Linked DNA regions of Mus musculus: region 2 is linked to region 1. The links are chromatin contacts, called in public Hi-C maps. All regions are on one chromosome and are shown on one strand. The core of a region is the stretch at or near the end of the contact, and the rest is flanking DNA. Distances in the headings are between cores, read along the strand shown.

Region 1 (5,336 bases), core at 1,644-4,143:
AGGTCTTAAAAATTCAATTCCCAACAACCACATGAAGGCTCAACCATCTGTACAGCTACAGTGTACCCACATTCATAAAATAAACAAATAAATAAATAAATAAATAAATAAATAAATGAAATCTTAAAAAAATCCCCAATTAATAAATAGGCTAATAAAACTAACACGTTTCTTGAAAGACAAAGTAGAAATAGCCAATAAATGTATGAAAAAAATGCTCAATTGTACTATCAGAAAAAGAAATGCATATTAAAATTACATCAGGATTCATCTTACCCCAGACAGAAAGGCAGTCATGAAGGAAACAAGTGACAGTAACAACAAATGCTGATGAGGATGTGGACGACAGGGAAGAGTGGGAATGTAAACTAGGCCAGCTGCTGTGGAAGACAGGATGGTGGTTTCTCAAAAACCTAACAATACCTCGTAGGTGCCCACTCCTGGGTATTTACCTGAAGGACTCCATCCAAGTCAACACATCACAGAGATGCTTGTGCCCTGGTGTTCCCTGGGGCTTCTGTTCACAACAGTTAAGTCATGGAACCAACACAGGTGCCCAGCCATGGGGGAATGGAGAAAGAAAACATGGTTTCAACACACAATGGGATTTTTCCAGTCATGTTGTTGGTAGGAAAGTGGATATAACTGGAGATAATCATATTCAGCCAGTCTCAGAAAGACAAATATGCTGTGTTTTCTTTAATTTGTTGTTTCTAGAATTTATATAGATATACAATGACATATTTGCATATATGACCTGAGAGCATAAGTGGAACCATTTTCGGGGACTGCAGGGACTAACAGGATCAGAAGGGACAAGAAAAGGGAGGGCAGGACAGTATGAGGGGGAGGTGGTCAGCATACATAAGATACATTCATAAAACTTTAAAAAAATTCAGTGATTTTAAAACTCTGGCTAGATCTAAACAAGGACTCATATAACCGTCAGTGCTTTTGGCAGTTGTCCCTGTGACCATGAGGAAAACAATTTAAAAATGATCCTACGAATAACAGCAAAAGGCAGGAAGATACTGGGTTTTTGATAGGGCCTCAAATCTACCCTAACTCTGGATTCTAGTTAAGTGAGTCAACACATCTTCAGTTTTCAAACCAAGCGTTTCTTACTTTTTTCTGTTTTTGATTTTGTTGTTCTTTACAATGGTGGTTTAAAATATAGCCTCACTTTCCCCCCTATATTCCTCCTTTGTGGAGCATTCAGCCTTCCTCAGATGGTTTATAGGCATAAAGGGAATGGTTGGGAAGGACCAGGTCTGGGGCCAGAGCGATGGTTCAGTGTGTGAAGGTGCTTTTCCCTTGGTGACTGAAGTTCCGGACTGGAACCACATGGAGGAAGGAGAAAACTCACTCCTGAGAATTGTAGTTTGACTTCCGCATGCATGCACACGCAACATGTAATAAATATATATAAAAACAAACCAGGCCTGATCTGGTCTGATCTGTAGAGGAGGGTTATTCTAAATGTACAGTGTCTGGTTAGTTCTTACTGTCAAATTGACACAAACCTAGGGTCATCTGGGAAGCAGGAACCTCAACTAAAAAACTGCCTTGCTCAGACCCACCTGTGGCCATGTCTGAGAGGAATTGCCTGAAGGGCCTGTTGTGGGCAGTGCTGTCTCCAGGCAGGTGGGCCTGGGACGTATAAGAAAGCTAGCTGAGCGCAAGCCAGTGAGCCAGCCAGGAAGCAACATGTTTCTGAGTTCCTGTCCTGACTCTCTCAGTGATGGATTGTGATCGGGATGTGTAAGCCAAACAAACCTTTTCCTCGTAAGACTGCTTTTGCTAGAGTGTTTTTATCATAACAACGGAAAGCATACTAGCACATATAGGAAAAAGGATAATTTGCATTTCTCATTAGTAGTAAAGATGGATTTTGTGTCCATATCTCATATGTTAGCTCAAAACTGTTAGTTCTGGAGGCTGAGGTGATGGCTTAGTCAACAAATGATTTGCCTGGAAGTCCTAAGAACCTTATTTCAGAACCTCAGAACCCACATTAAAAACCTGGGCATAGCAGTGCACACCTGCAGTCCCAGGACTGCAAGATGGAGTGTGGAGACAGGTGGACCTCTGGATGCTTGCCCGTCAGCTAGCCCAGCCTACTTGGTGAAGTTCTAGGCCAATGAGGGAACCTGTCACAAATGAAAAACAGAAGGCAAGACAGCACCGAGAGTCTCTTTTGACACACACACATCTATGTACCTATGCACACATGTGTATACACACATGTACATGTACACACACACACACACACACACACACACACACACACACACACAGATACACACAGGAAAACAACAGAACTGCTTTGCTTTCCTTCTTCTGCCAGGCCCAGACTCTGAGTATGTGTGCAGGTGGGAGAGCATTTTGAGTGTGCTGTTTGTGGCTCAGAGTCTGAGCTGAACTCATGTATAATGGTCTGACCACACCCACACTGGCTGGCTCCTGTCAAGGTTATAAATCTAGCTGTGCACAGCACCAGAGGTCAGATTGAATCTAGGGGTAGGACTGGTGGCCTTAGTTTAAATCAAAATGTTTGGGACTGGCAAGATGGCTCACTGGTTAAGAGTACATACTATTCTTGAGGAACCTGAGTTCAGGTCTAAGCTCACAACTACCTACTCTAGCTCTAGGGAACCGATGATGTCTTCTGGCCTCCATGGGCACTTGCATTCATACATACACATGCGTATACACACACACACACACACACACACACACACACACACACACACACACACACCTAAAAAACTCTTTAAGAAAATCAGGGTACCTCAAAAGGCTGCCTTCTTGCTCCCTCTGTGGCTCCTCCTATCTGGGCTCAGCCCTGCATTCCATTCTGGGACTCAGGCCAGCACGGCTCCATGTTGGCCTGGCTGTCTCTGATGTTTCAGCTCTGCATCACTGCACCAGCACGCACACTCTGTTGGTCTGTGCTCTGTCCTGTTCAGTCCCAGCTTTGGCTCTGGTTCACAGCCTCCTTTGCAGAGCCACTATCTGTTTTACTAATTACATCCCACTGCTCCTATCCATCTCGAGTCTCAGCAGTGGGACTTGATTCATTTCCAAGCATGTGCTTCTTCATGAGGGCCAGGGCCATTGCTACTGGTGAAGGGGCAGTGCACATATATTCACAAGACACCTTCTGACTACGTATGGGAGATGAGCTGCCAGGGCCTGAACATCCAGTTCCCTGATTCAAAAGTTCAGGGTGGGCTGGGATTGTACTTCTGTAGTGCACATATGGGGTTCAATCACCAGCACCCCTCAAAAGGCTTAGAGAACCCATTTGTCTGAACAAGCAGGGTGACTCTGAAGTGGACGGCACAAATATACTGCTTCACAAGAAATGAGCATTTTCATCATAAAGAGGGCAGCCATGATGAAGGAGAGTCACCAGCCACCCAAACTACTCTTGTGTACACTGTATGCCATTTTGGGAACCCACTGCAAACTAAAGAGAGAAATTTAGGGATCCTGAGTTCATACTATCAAGACACCAAGTGATTTTAGTCCTTGGATTCTGTTGTGGATTTGGATTTTTTTTCTTTTTTTGAGGTGTCTTCAGAGTGGATACTGTGGCATGACTCAGCCCAGTGTGGCTCAGAATTTGCAGCCTTCCAGAACAGGCTGGGAAGTCTCTACATCCGTACTATACCCAACCAATTAAATAAAGATCTCAGGGAGAAAGTCTCACACATCAGGTGATCAAAAGCCTGTGTGAGATCAGGTCAAGTGATCCCACTTAGTCCATAAAATCCTCTACAAAGATAATCTGAATGATTACTAAATATATTCCAAATGGTAACAATTTAGAATGAACATCTCAATAAGGCACAATGAAGAAGTTCTTGTTCTAGATTTTAGTAGCAATTGATAATTTCTCTTTATCATTTGAGTTTTCTTCGTTCTCTTAGGAAAAGCTCCAAGGTCTCTCTCTCTCATTCCTCTTCCTAGTGTTGAAAAGTCCTGGGCCTTTTCTGAGATCGTGGCAGAGATACAGTCAAGCTCCACCTGGGAAGCAGAGGTCAGATGTGAGAAGCACAAACAGAATTTAAAGGAAGCATTTGGAGTTGAAAGGATCGGGAAAAGGCAATAATAGATTAAAAAAAAATCCAAGAGCCAGGAAGCAGATCAGAAACTCTTTTGGAAAGCACACAAAAGCAATTTAGCAATTTAAAAAGTTCTAAAATTAGAGTTTAATTATCCATGCTGTCACCCAGTTCTTTGATGTTCTAGAGAACCCAAGCAAAGCACACTCGTTTAAACTAACACCACTGAGCTGGCTAGATGGCTCAGAGGGTAAAGGTCCTTTGCCACCAAACTGGACTACCTGGGTTCAATCCTTGGGTCCCACTCCATGAAAGATCAGAACTGACTCTTGAATGTTGTCCTTTGAGCTCCACATGTGAGTGTAAGAGTAAGTGAATAAATGTAATCAAAATAAAAAATAAATAGATCTCTCTCTCTCTCTCTCTCTCTCTCTCTCTCTCTCTCTCTCTCTCTCACACACACACACACACCACTACCACTGCTACCACCAAAACCCTCCACAGAAACCCAAACTAATACTAAAATACCATTCTCTAAATTGGACAGAAAGTGGCTGGGTGTTGCAGACTCACCTCCAGTGATTGGAGCCAGACTTGAACACAACCTGAGACAAATCCAGAATTTCCACTGCCCATTACTCTTTGGAATATTTTTTTTAAATTCTGTGGACTGCCGTGGATAGCTAGATGAAACAGTGAGAGGTCTACAAAACCCATGTTAACAGCAACAGTTTTAAGGCCTTGTCTCCCCACACCCCCTGCTTGGTACTTTTAATTCGTTTTCTATTCCTGTTGTGTCTAGCTCTGCACTTCTGATTTGCAGGCTAACATACTTTTTCATAACCTTCTGGCTTCTCATTTTCTATTGATCCCCCATTGAGAAAGACAAAGATCTTAGCTCTCTCAAGTTTCTCTTTGACACTTTCCCAATATAGTTCCATAATTTCTAGTGAGATAAATATTCAATTTTTATCTTTTTTGTTTTGTTTTTTCCATTTTTTATTAGGTATTTAGCTCATTTACATTTCCAATGCTATACCAAAAGTCCCCCATACCCACCCACCCCCATCAATTTTTATCTTTATAGAACTATTTAGTTATTGTACAGTTAGCCAAGAAATAACCTGTGCTTCTAGTTCCTCTTGTTTGTATAGTTTATATTTCTTGGAGTTGATGATTGCTAGGGATGGTTCCCCCTTCTCTTCCTAAAACTCACTCAACCCAAATAGTTCATATTTAACCCAAACTTTCTCATAGCTCTAAAAG
Region 2 (5,336 bases), core at 1,016-3,515, 660 kb after region 1:
TCCCTTTGGTAGGTGGCCTTACAAGAAAAACCATCCTATGAGCTAGCCCTCTACATTGGCTACTTTCTTTATTGGTGTAACTAAATACCCAACACAAAGCGATTTATGAAAGTGTTTATTTTGCTTGTGATCCGAGAAGGGATACATCCTACTATGGTGGGAAGACATGGTGTCAAGACTTCCACATGCTGCTCATTTTGCATCCATAGCAAACAGAGAGATGGCACTAATACTCAGCTCTCTCCTTTTTATTAAATCTTGGATCTGAAGCCATGGGTTTGTAATAGCCCCAGACCTTAGTAGGTCCCAAGACTTTAGCATAACTGAGTTTAGTTAGCACATTGTGAAAGTACCATTCCCACTGTAAAACTCAGCACACAGACAGCACCACCTGCCAAAACTAAAATAAAGGTCTAATCCATCAAAGTCCGTAGTTATGGGAAAGTCTCTAAATGTAGTGACCTTGCTTTTAGGCTCCTGTGGTTCCACTTCTGGCAAATTGTTCTTGTTAATGAAGTATGTCAACCCAGGACATGGTTTTTGTACTTAAAAGCTCACTCTGAGAAAGGCTCAGTTCTACACTTGGATACTGAACATCCAGCGTAGCCACAGGCCAGCTAATAAAGACTTTCTATTGGCTTAAACAAACGTCTGAACAGTCTTCTCTGGTGAATAGCCCACAACAGGTCCATGCCACCGAAATTAAGTGTGGGTCCCCTCTGCCTTACCTCAGTTATATATAAAAAGTATGCTTCTATGTTGATTCTAAATCTAGTCAAGTTAATAATAACTTCAACTATCAAACCCTCTCTGAGCATAGGACTTCTAGTTATCTTGCATTCAAACTTCACAATAACCCTAAGAGGGAGCATTATCCCATTTTACAGATGAAAAACTGAGATAGAAGCTTCAAGAAAACAGCCATCAGTGTTCTGAACCCAGGCCATTTGCTTGTAAATCATGGTCATTGAACCCTGACACTGGCTAGCCAATTAGCCCTGAGAGACAGATATACAAAGCTGAGAAATTCAGGCCTCATATCCAAGTCTCCTCTTCCTGTCCTCACTTTGACTCAGTGGCTGCTATGCCCTCTGGTCTGTGTAGTAGAGGGCTAAGCAACATGTTCCCGGAAGGTTCTAAGCCCATGTGGAAGGAGACTGTTACCAATTGAACCAGAACCCCCCTGAGTGTGGACGAGATGAGGTGGCTATAAATAACCATAAAGGTGTGAAGACAGTCTCTCCCCTGGGGCTCCCCCTGCAAAAGGTTGATGGGAATTGATGAGGCTACAGGGACATGCCAATCCTCCTGCTCTCAGAACCAGGTGTGGTTATTTACAGAAATGTCACTTTCTCGGCCTCCCCTCCCCATCTCTGCCAGAGGCTGGAGACCAGATAATAGCAATTTACTGCAGCCCTAGGGCACAAGGCAATGAGCCACCTGTGTGCCCCACGCCTACCAAGCATGCCCTGCTCCAGCTCAGACTTGCAGAGAAAGAGAGGGGTGGAAGCAGAGAATCAATTAAGTAGCGTTCATGCAACTATATCACAAACAACCACACTAAGTCAAGAGGAGTTACTGTGAACTCCCTCACTTTCAAGTTCACAGTAAGGAAGTAAATGGAGCCCTGGACCAAGTCAGAAAACATGGATTCTGACCCAAAGGGGCTGTCTCTTAGTCAAGCAATGTCTGAGTCTGTGTTCATGATAGGCGATCTGATGGCCAATGAATCTCGGAGTCTGGGTGTCTGTGAAATGGAGCTAGGCTACACCATTTGGCAGACGCAAAGGGGATTTTAAGAGTAACTGAAGACTGGGGCTGTGAGAGGCCATCATTAATAGAGTAATTATCACATCAGTGCGGCCCCCAAGTAGATGCAACCACTCCTGTAGGAGTAGGGACCACAGAGTGGTCCCGGGATGCCCATGACAACAGCTTGCTAGTTCTCTGCTGCACTCAAGGCAAGAGCCAAGTCTAAATGCAATGCACACATCTGAATTCTCAGGGTACCTCAACAATGGGTGAAGGTCATTCTGATAGAAAAGGTTGTTCCTGCACAAAACAACAACAACAGCAATAACAAAAATATATGTCTCAGGAGAGAGTAAAACATTTTAAAGAACAGGGACAGAACCACCTCTCAAGGTTACGCCTGCCAGTTGGAAGCCTGTGCGGAGAGTTATCAAACCTTAACTATACTGAAGCGAAAATCGCCCAGCTCCTCGGTTGCTAAGGGTGACTTTAAAAGATACACCAAAAACTAAAATTAGATCTTCCACACAACCCAGCTATACCACTCCCAAAAGACTCCATGTCAACATATCACAGGGATACCAGCACACCGTGTCCCCAAAGTGCTTTTCGTGACAAGCAACTAGAGAACCAACCTGGGCAATTATCAGCAGAGGCTGATTAGAGACAATGGGGCCTGCATCCACGATGGAATGACGGTTAAGTCATTTGCAGGAAACCAGCATAGCTAGAGATGACTAGATTAAATGACTAAACCAGTCTCAGAAAGACAAATAATGCTTTCTCTTTTTTTATGGCACCAAGGTTTAATAGATACATAGAATCACATAGGTATCCATGGCATGAAAGTAAAGGAAAAAGAATAGAAATAGGAGAAAAAAAGAGGAGAAAGGGGTAAGGGGTGGGGAGGTAAAGAGGGGAAGGGAGGTCTGGGATATGTTCCATATACATTATACCCTTAGTTAAGACACACCAGTGTCTCTCACTTCAGGGTGTCCTGAGTACGGGAGGCAGAGCGTTGGGGAGGACAGGCTAGTGCACCACAGACATCTGAGTTAGAGGTGCCAGCCCTACAGTGCTGGCCCACAGTGCCTCTCCCACAGAGGATGCAGGATGCCGTCCTCTCCGCTTCTCCATGGGAATCCCCACCCTTTCCCATCAATCAAGCCATTTGCCCTGTAAATGGCAGAGGCCAGACTAGAAACCAGGTGAGTCTACTTCACCAGCACCGTAACACCCTCTCTGTCTGTAATTGGTTCCCATGGCAAGGGCTCAGCTCCTCAGGGATCTAGTTAGCGTCAATGGCCACAGGTGCAAAAGGAACGCCATCTTATCCCTACTAATCAGCATAGCCTTCAGCCACCTGGCACCACTGCGTCTCAACAGCACAAGGTTCTGCTTGGGAAGGAAATCCTTAAAGCCAGCCGCTGTCAACAGGATGTCAGGTCAGAGGGACCTGGGGAGTGCCAGTCTCCAGGAGGAAGGGAGACATCACCTTCCCTCAGAAGACCATTGCAGGCAGGAACTGATTGAGAATACGTTCAAAGCAGCAACCTGGGTTTATTTATTATTTTTTTAATTTAAAAAAATTGTATTTACTTAGAAGCATTCAGAATGTCAACAAAACAGCCACATTTTTTTTTTTTTTGCAATTACAGAGTGGTATTCAGTTAACAGAACAAAAATTATCTTTGTATAAGCTGCATCAGAGACAACTGAAGATGAAAAAATAAATAAAACCCAAAAATAAAACCAAAAGAAAAAAAAACAAGAAACAAACTACTGTCCCCATATATAACTAATTTGTGATGTGCACCAACAAGAACCTGCTTTAAATTGCCATGCCAATTTACAACCCCCAGACTGTACCAGGCAAGGTTAGTGGCTATTGAAAACACCACCAGGACAGGGCTGTCTAAAGACACATTCGGTAGTGTGTTAACCATACAAACAAACAAACAAAAAAGACACTGTACAGCTTAAAAACAAATTTTACATTTCAATTTTTTTCTTTAAAAGGAGTGAGTTGTGTACAGGGGGTTCAATGCTTTATAGACAAGAAAAAAAAACTGTGCTAGAACCAATTTATTCATCATCATTTTCATCATCTCCATCTTCCTCTTCCTCATCTTCTTCATCCTCCTCATCATCTTCCTCTTCCTTCTTTTTCTTGCTCTTTTCAGCCTTGACCACCCCCTTTTTCGCTGCATCAGGTTTTCCTTTAGCTCTGTAGGCAGCAATATCCTTCTCGTACTTCTCCTTCAGCTTGGCAGCCTTCTTCTCATAGGGCTGCTTGTCATTCACTGCAGTGTTGTTCCACATCTCTCCTAGTTTCTTTGCAACATCACCAATGGATAAGCCAGGATGCTCACCTTTGATTTGGGGGTGGTACTCAGATCAGAACAAGAAGAAGGCTGAAGGATGCCTCTTGGGTGCATTGAGGTCCTTGAACCTCTTTTTGGTCTCCCCTTTAGGGCGGATGTAGGTTTTCATTTTTCTCTTTCAGAATGAGCCTTGTCAGCCTTTGCCATATCTTCAAATTTCCCCTTTTCTTTAGCAGTCATGGTCTTCCACCTCTCTGAGCACTTCTTGGAGAACTCTGAGAAGTTGACAGAAGCATCCGGATGCTTCTTCTTGTGCTCCTCCTGGCGGTTTGCACGAAGAATGCATATGAGGACATTTTGCTTCTCGGCTTCTTAGGATCTCCTTTGCCCGTGTTCAGTTGATTTTCCTCTGCGAGGCATAAAGTTGCCCAGTGCCCATCAGGCTCTCACTTGCCCCGGTGCTGTCTCTATGGAGCTCAATGTACTGCAATGGCTGTAGGGTTTATTATTTTAGGAGATGTTTTAGAAAAGGGTTCATTCATTTGAGTGTGTATAAGGAAGAAGCAAAAGCCATACTTTTCACAGGCCATAATAATAAAATAGTATTTATTACCACTGTTTTCATGGAGGTGATTTGGTTTGTGCTAAGTGATTTGTATACATTATCTGAAATGTGCACAGGATTCTTTATTTTTATTTTACAAACAAGAGATTGAGACTCGGTTACTTCCCCTACAATCACCAGTCAAGACCCCACACTGGCTGTGTGGGCTCCAGGCCATGTTTTCTAGAATCTATGCAACAGCTTTTATAAAATTCCTTTTCTTGGGTTGAAAAAAAAAGCTTATGGCACACATATATGTGAACTACTATTCAATGATTAAAAAGAATGAAGTTCTGGGGCAAGGGGTATAGCTCAGTTAGTTAAGTGCTTATCACCCAAGCATAAGAACATAAGTTCAGGGCTAGAGAGATGGCTCTGTGGTTAAGAGCATTGGCTGCTCTCCCAGAGGACCCATGTTCAATTCCCAGCACACACACACACACACACACACACACACACACACACACCAGGTTCCAAATGTCACATGAGAATCCATCACCCATTTCTGGTCTTTGTGGTCACTGCATGTGTGTGCTGTACAGACATACTACATACAGGCAGAATACCCATACACATAAAATAAAATAAAATAAAAGTGTTAAAATAAAGCATTACTGTGGCTCTCCAGCACCAACAAAAACCACCAGGCACAGTGG

The links. Hi-C and Micro-C count contacts between places; a contact is called where the count stands out from the background.
Region 2: a Hi-C map of cortical neurons shows a contact between it and region 1, with 1.9 times the contacts expected there. The contact joins two enhancer-like sites. A contact is called at or near these places in 1 of 15 datasets of contacts at CTCF or cohesin (the NIH/3T3 cell line), 8 of 484 Hi-C or Micro-C datasets (cardiomyocytes, cerebral cortex, cortical neurons and 4 more), 2 of 115 datasets of contacts at active chromatin or transcription factors (embryonic basal ganglia and embryonic fibroblasts) and 1 of 9 other capture datasets (embryonic stem cells).

Annotation. Positions count from the first base shown.
Region 1 is chr7:111,188,973-111,194,308 of GRCm38.p6, forward strand. No RefSeq gene overlaps it. Among named protein-coding and RNA genes, the nearest start is that of Gm33098, 19 kb to the right of the region's middle. Within about 2 kb of position 2,894, at least 35 of the 459 cell types and tissues checked have an H3K27ac peak or open chromatin away from gene starts, as enhancers often do. A contact at or near this core is called in cortical neurons, where this site is marked.
Region 2 is chr7:111,854,091-111,859,426 of GRCm38.p6, forward strand. It overlaps the pseudogene Gm45588. Among named protein-coding and RNA genes, the nearest start is that of Galnt18, 77 kb to the left of the region's middle. Within about 2 kb of position 2,266, at least 8 of the 459 cell types and tissues checked have an H3K27ac peak or open chromatin away from gene starts, as enhancers often do. A contact at or near this core is called in cortical neurons, where this site is marked.